2 separate regions of the Gossypium hirsutum genome follow, and region 1 is linked to region 2. Evidence: chromatin contacts called from public Hi-C data. All regions are on one chromosome and are shown on one strand. Each heading gives the region's core, a stretch centred on a gene start, on an enhancer-like site or on the middle of the called end of the contact. The rest is flanking DNA. Distances are from core to core; before and after follow the strand shown.

Evidence for each region. Hi-C and Micro-C count contacts between places; a contact is called where the count stands out from the background.
Region 1: a contact with region 2 is called in a Hi-C map of leaf, with 1.9 times the contacts expected there. The contact joins the promoter of LOC107945714 here to the promoter of LOC107945484 in region 2. A contact is called at or near these places in 6 of 34 Hi-C or Micro-C datasets (all in leaf).

The regions. Positions count from the first base shown.
Region 1 is chrD12:30,762,246-30,765,687 of Gossypium_hirsutum_v2.1, forward strand. LOC107945714 (nicotinate phosphoribosyltransferase 2) reads left to right here and starts at 1,699. Exons shown (of 15, transcript XM_016879810.2): 1 at 1,699-2,045; 2 at 2,435-2,582; 3 at 2,703-2,822; 4 at 2,942-3,076; 5 at 3,158-3,219; 6 at 3,415-3,442. The coding sequence starts at 1,870.
Region 2 is chrD12:30,404,088-30,407,400 of Gossypium_hirsutum_v2.1, forward strand. LOC107945484 (protein IRX15-LIKE) reads right to left here and starts at 1,257. Exons shown (of 1, transcript XM_016879507.2): 1 at 1-1,257. The coding sequence starts at 892. It overlaps LOC107945485 (a long non-coding RNA gene), which reads left to right and starts at 3,236. Exons shown (of 3, transcript XR_001696576.2): 1 at 3,236-3,313.

The DNA of each region.
Region 1 (3,442 bases), core at 449-2,948, 360 kb after region 2:
ATCACGATGTGGCAATGTGTTCCCTACTCAACCAGGTTTCTTCTTCTGGTTAAACTCTGCTATATTTTTCCAGTCTAACTCTGATTATTCAATAGATGTTTTAGTAATATTTGTACACGAAATTCAAACTATAAATAGGTCTCTTAGTAACTCCAGATAGTTTAGAATAACAACAACAAAATTAAGAGAGAGTTTGTGTGAATTTTGGGGAATCTTTGTATTCGGGTTCAAGCTTTATTTGTTTCTCCATCTTATACTCCCCTTTTCGGTTTTTTCCATTTTAGTGAAGTTTTATTTGCTCGTGGTTTTTTATCCTCTTCGGAAGGATTTTTCCATGTAAATATTTGTACATGTCCAATTTCCTCGATTTTCATTCGTGTTCGTTGCATAGTTCGGGTTTGACTCAACATAAAATTAAAAAATAATTTATCAATAAAAAGGAGAAGGTCTCACAATTATCGTTTTATTTGTGGAAGATCGAGAACATTTTATTCAACATGAAAATGACCCTAACAATCTGATAACTATTCCCATTATTCAACAATTGGTTTGATGTTATGTGGTCATTGTGATTTTAGGGGTTTAAACGATTTCTTTTATAATTTCTAATTTTTTATAAATTTTAAATATATTTTATAAATTAATAGAACTTATTATAAAATTTTATAAAATTTATAAATTTTTTATGATTTTTTATTTTTTATAAGTTTATATAATTTTTAATATTTTTATAAATTTTATAAGAAAATATAAGAGTAAATCAATTGATTTTAATGGTGAATGTGGTGAAAGATAAAAATGGTTAATAGGAGACTTAATTGAATTTAATTGAATGGAATAAGTGAATGACCTATAAAACTTTATTTTATCCTTTCATATTTCAAAATTTAAACTTATAATTATTTAATTTCGTTTTTATGAGGCAAAGAACTTGGTAAGGAAAGTCAAAAAGGGAATATGGACGTTTAATATTTTCTTTAATTCTCCAATCTTGGAAATTCCAAAATGTGTTCAAATTTCTAAATCTGTGTTTTCTTGGAAATTCTTCCATAATCACATATTGGTGCAACCGTACATCAAAGTCATATAAAATTTTAATTTTGATAATTGTGCTAATGGTATGCTGAATTAAATAAAAAATTCATGTATAAAATCAATATTTATCCATTTCTATTTTTATCTAATAGAAACATTGAAATAAAATAAAAAATTTCTTACATTTATATGATTCAAAATAGAGTTATACTTTTATAACGATTTGAACCAAAGTCTTTAAAGTTAAAAAGAAATTGTAATTAAATTCATAAATTGAAACTATAAAAAGAAAAAGCGAAAACATCATGTAAATAAATAAAAAGAAAACAATAAAAAACCTTTTTTAAAGAAAATCTAGAATTCCAATCATATGTTAAAATATCAATTGATAAAATAAATTTTTAACAATGACATTTAAGTTCACTTATTTCGAAGTTAATAAAAGTTTTTTTTTTTTTTTTTTTTAAAAAGACAAATCATCCAAGCTCCAATAAAATGGAGAAGATTTGTAAGGTCCACAAAGAAAAGGCAATCTGTACACGTCACGCTCTTAAAGGCTGACTAAGCAGCTATACTTTTCGCTATTTTTGAATTCCTTGTAATCATTTTATTATTATTGATTATTTATTTTAAGATAATTAAAATATTAAACCTTTTCAATTTAGCTGGAATCTAATTCAATTCCAAAGTTTTTTTTATTAATTTTTATTTTCCTCAATTTTCTCACAGAAAAAGAAAAACCAAAATACGATTTCCATCTCATCAACTTTCGTACTTCTTTCTTCTTATGCTCTCGTGAGCCACACGCTTGCTCTCCTCCTCTACCACTATAAAATGCAGGCGGGCGGAAGGATTTTATTTATTACAATGGAGGCCAGAGCGAGTCAAAATGCGGGTCGGGTCATGGACGGCCCAACCAATCCCATGGTCACCCCTCTTCTTACCGATCTTTATCAGTTCACCATGGCTTACGCTTATTGGAAAGCCGGCAAACACAATGAACGAGCCGTGTAACTTTCCAACTCTTCCAATTTCTTTTCATTTTGAATAAAATCTCTTTTTTTTCTCGCTTTCTTATCTATGCTTTGTTTGGCTACTATGAAAAATCGGCTTGGATGTAGATTATGGTTGCTATGTTGTTATTAGTTAGGTAGTTAGTTATAGTTTCTTGTTTCCGCTAGATTTCCTTTTCTTTCTTATTTTCCTTTTGACTTTATCATTCGATGATGTTCAAGTTGGTATTTAGTTCATTTAGCATTAAATAATAGAAAACAAAATTTTAAACTATTGGTATTTTAATTATTCCATGTTAGTTTCGGAAATGAAAAATTCAAAGTATTTCCATTTGGAAAGATCGAATGTTTGAGCTTTTGATTTAAAATTTAAAACGTGCATTCAGGTTCGATCTATATTTCCGAAAGAACCCGTTTGGTGGTGAATTTACAGTGTTTGCTGGTTTGGAAGAATGCATAAAGCTCATTGCTAATTTCAAGTTAACTGAGGAAGAGGTCTCCTTTATCCATAAAAGCTTGCCTGGTTCATGTGAGGTAAACCAAACTAAGTTATAGAGGATTCAAGTAATGAGATTCTGGTTGTAGATCATTTCTTTTCCGACCTTTTCTTGTATATTTAGTGGTTAGCTCATTCATTGTCTTTGCAAATGGCAGGAAGGCTTTTTGAATTATTTAAGAGAAATAGACTGCTCTGATGTTGAAGTGTATGCTATTTCAGAGGGAACAGTTGTTTTCCCAAAGGTTCCCCTACTTAGACTTGAAGGGCCAGTCGCTGTGAGTACGCTTTAACTAAATATTTTGGTCCCATCAGTTTGTCTTGAATTTGGTATTTGTTTTAGGCTCCTTCGTTTTACATCTTGCCTTTTCTCTGTATTTGAATTTGTTGTTTTTAGGTGGTTCAATTGCTGGAGACTCCAGTTCTGAACCTTGTGAATTTTGCATCCTTAGTGACTACAAATGCGGCTAGACATAGACTTGTTGCTGGACAATCTAAAATGTTGTTTGAGTTTGGGCTTCGAAGGGCTCAGGTTAATGAATTTTCCCCCTTGTTTGAAGTGTCAATATCTGGGTTTCTCTTTGTGAAATATTTCCACTCATGTTAAACACAGGGACCTGATGGAGCTATAGGGGCATCAAAGTATTGCTATATTGGAGGTTTTGATGCAACAAGGTGGTTTGCTGAGTATTTGTATCCTGTTTTGCACTGCTTTCATGTTTTCCTTTAGTAAAATTAATGTTTTTCCTCTGCTGATCTTGAAGCTATTCAGAGCTTATGATTCTTGTTTATTCTTAACTAATGTGGAGTCTTGATCTAAGCTAATATTTCAGTTGGTGTGCTTCTGTTTTTATGTTGTGTTTTGACCAGCAATGTTGCAGCTGGGAGGTTATTCGGT
Region 2 (3,313 bases), core at 7-2,506:
GAAAGCTGTTTTCCTCCATTCTTTCAACCACGAAATGTGCAAGCGTGTCATTGTATTCCACCAGGTTTTCCTTGCACAAAAACTCATCCCCAGACATCTTCTCCACATCTCTGTAATAATCATGAACGAATATGTGAGTCTTTGGATTGCCCCCTTTTTTGCTTCTCGCTAGCACCCCCGAAGTGAAGATGGGTTGCATTCTTCCAGGTCCGTCGGGTCCATCACCTCTTGGTCCATCAATCAATATTAAATCCCAATCCACTTCGTAAACATGGTTCGGCAAATCATTGATCCCAAGCTTGCACTCTGAGAACAACAGGTTTTGGACCGGCCTGCACTCGTTCCGAATCTGTTCTTTAGCCGATGTTATTAGCTCCCTGGTTTCACTAATCTTGGTCGTGTATTGTACATCGTAGGCATCGATTTCGGGATGTAACTCTTCGTAATAAGCGGCGTAATACCGGTTTTCGTCGATGAAAACTGTGCGTCCGTTGTGGTTCAAGGACTTCCAGAGAAGGGTTTCTTGTGTTAGACCGAAAACAAGGAAGTTGCAAGGGGAAGAACATTTCCTCAGCACATCGGAGATTGGCTTGAGCTCTGAGTATGTCATGTGGTAACTATCGTTGGATTTTGAAGAATAGTGGAGGAGGGTGTTGACCACGGTGGTTGGCAACGGCGGACCACCAATGGCGGAGCCTGCAGGGCCGGTGACAGTTGTGCTTGGGGCAGTAGTTATAGTAGAAATCGACTCTCTGGTGTATATAAGAGTTAGAAGGAAAGCTATGGTGAAGAAGGAGACAAAAGCAAGAAGCCATAATCTGTTTGAGCTTCCTTGTTTTTGGATATAAGGATGGAGGAGAATTAGCTTAGTATTGGTGTTACTGGTCTTCATTTTATTCTGGATTCTCTGTCAAAAACAAAAAAGGAACAAGTGCTCTACTTCTTAACACTTTTTCCCCCTCTTCTATTGAAATGAATCAGAAGATTTTGGTCTTCTGATGAGAAGATTGAGAGAAAAATGGGGTTTGATTTAAGGATGGATATACATAAGGTTGAAGCAATGTAAGAGATTAGCCAACATGAACTGATATTACACACAACCTAATAATGTTCTAGAATCCAAATTAAACCACATGGAAAACAAATTAAGTATTTTCTTTCTCATTTTTTAAAAAGTTGGTTGGTTTTCTTTCTATGCAAACATTGTGCGGTTGTTGAAACTTAATAATAATAATAATACATTCAACAAGTGTCTGTTATTATAACTTTTCTTGGGCTTGCATGTTTTTATATTGCCATCAGTTGATTCCTGATTACTGAAATTGAAAATCCAATATTTTATCAATAAATCACATTATCATTAACCTCGGATATATATATATAAAAGTTCATTAATTATTTAGTCGAGTTTTATATAAAAATATATTGTAACATAAATGTTAAAATTGTTAGTTGACGTGAGTGATGATTATGGTGAAAAGGGGGTGATCCAAGACATGATGTGGCATGAAAAGCAGGGGAAAAACAGGGTGGCTGGAGGCAAGGGAGTTGGTGGATTGGGGAACTATTATTGTGAGTGACCCCATAACTAATTACAATCCAAAAGTCGTTTTGCCTTTGATCAATTTCAGGTTTAGTTCTCACGTAACCTTTTTAAATATAATGCCATTTCTTAATTAATTAGTTACCACTGAAGCTGACAATTCACCTACTCAAAAATTCCCATTTACAGTGCATCCGGATTATTTCATATTTGCATAATAACTGTAAAAAATATTATGTGGGTTTTTTTGGATTGGTTCCGCCGTTAACAAACAAATCATGCTGCATTTTCTTTATTCCTTGCTCTATAATTTTAATTTTTTTTTATTTTTTTTAGTATTTTTCATATTAGTTTTATGATTTATATTCAAGATTCCTAACTATCTTTTCAATAATATTATTTTAAGGTTTAAACTTCATTTTCTCTTATAATCTGTCTTACCACTGCATCTAATATTTTTTATTATTTTAATTTTTGACTAGATGAAAAGTTTATAATATAATAATGTTAATTATTTTTTAAAATCATAAAAAGATATCTAATTAATCTAAACAATTAATTTTGAACTAAAAAACATAAAACTCTCATCATACTTAAAATACTTAAAAAATATCTTCAAAATTCGGAATAAATAAATAATAAAATAATAATACCTAATAAATACAATACTGCACTCATATCAAATAAAAACATAAGCCTAAAAATCGAACCTAATAAGATTTAAACTCGAATTAAAATCCCGAAACTCATAATTTCCGTAATAACCTCGTCTAGAGATTCTACTTGCGCAGTCTTCACTAAAACGGTCATAACTTGAGCTCCTAAACTTGAAATCAAGTGATTGAAAGTGTATTTCAAAACTAAGAAATAGATCTTTGAACCCTATAAGACATCTCAACCCAAATATATCTGGATCCTACCCAAAAAGTCATCGCAAGTTGATTGATTTTCCAAACTTGAAAATTCACACCTTCGATGAATGGAATTTAATAAATTTCATCCCATCCATACATGTTTTCAAATCAGTTTGGGCTTGAAAAAAATAAGCCTATTTTTTAGGCCAAGTTGGACCCGAACTTAAAAAATTGATTTATATACCTTATATGAGTCTGACTCAAACCTGACTGAGCCCAGAGCACCTCTAAGCTATTATTCATTATTATAAAAAATTAATTATTGAAGAAAGAAAATGAGGGAGGGAGTAGAGGTGAACATGGGTCGGGTTGGGCTGTAACAAAATTTTAGCCTTGTTTGATAAGCCCAGCCCAAATAAAAAAGATAAAACCCGAGCTCAACCAGGCCTGCCCGTATTAATTATTTTATATTATTTTTTATATAAAAATAAATTTAAAATATATAATACATCAAATACATTAAAAATATTAAAATAAATATTTCTCAACAAATTAAAAATAAATTAAAAAATATTTATACTTAAATAACACTATTATAAGTACAACTTAACAAGTTATATAATATCCAAATAATAACAATATAATAATAACAATATAATAATGAAATGGCAACAAAATAATAGAAAACAATAAATTTTTTTTTACAAATTCGAATCAAGTCAAACTCGAAGAAAAAATTTATCTGAAATCCGACCTATTTTTAAAATGGATCTTATTTGTTTGCTAAAATATATTTTTTTAACTTATATTTTTATCAAAACTCTTCTATTTTCTGGACGGGGTTTTGGGCCGGGTTGAGTGTACCAACCAATTATCAATTATCAATGATCAGGTGTAGGAGGAAGTAAGAGAAGAT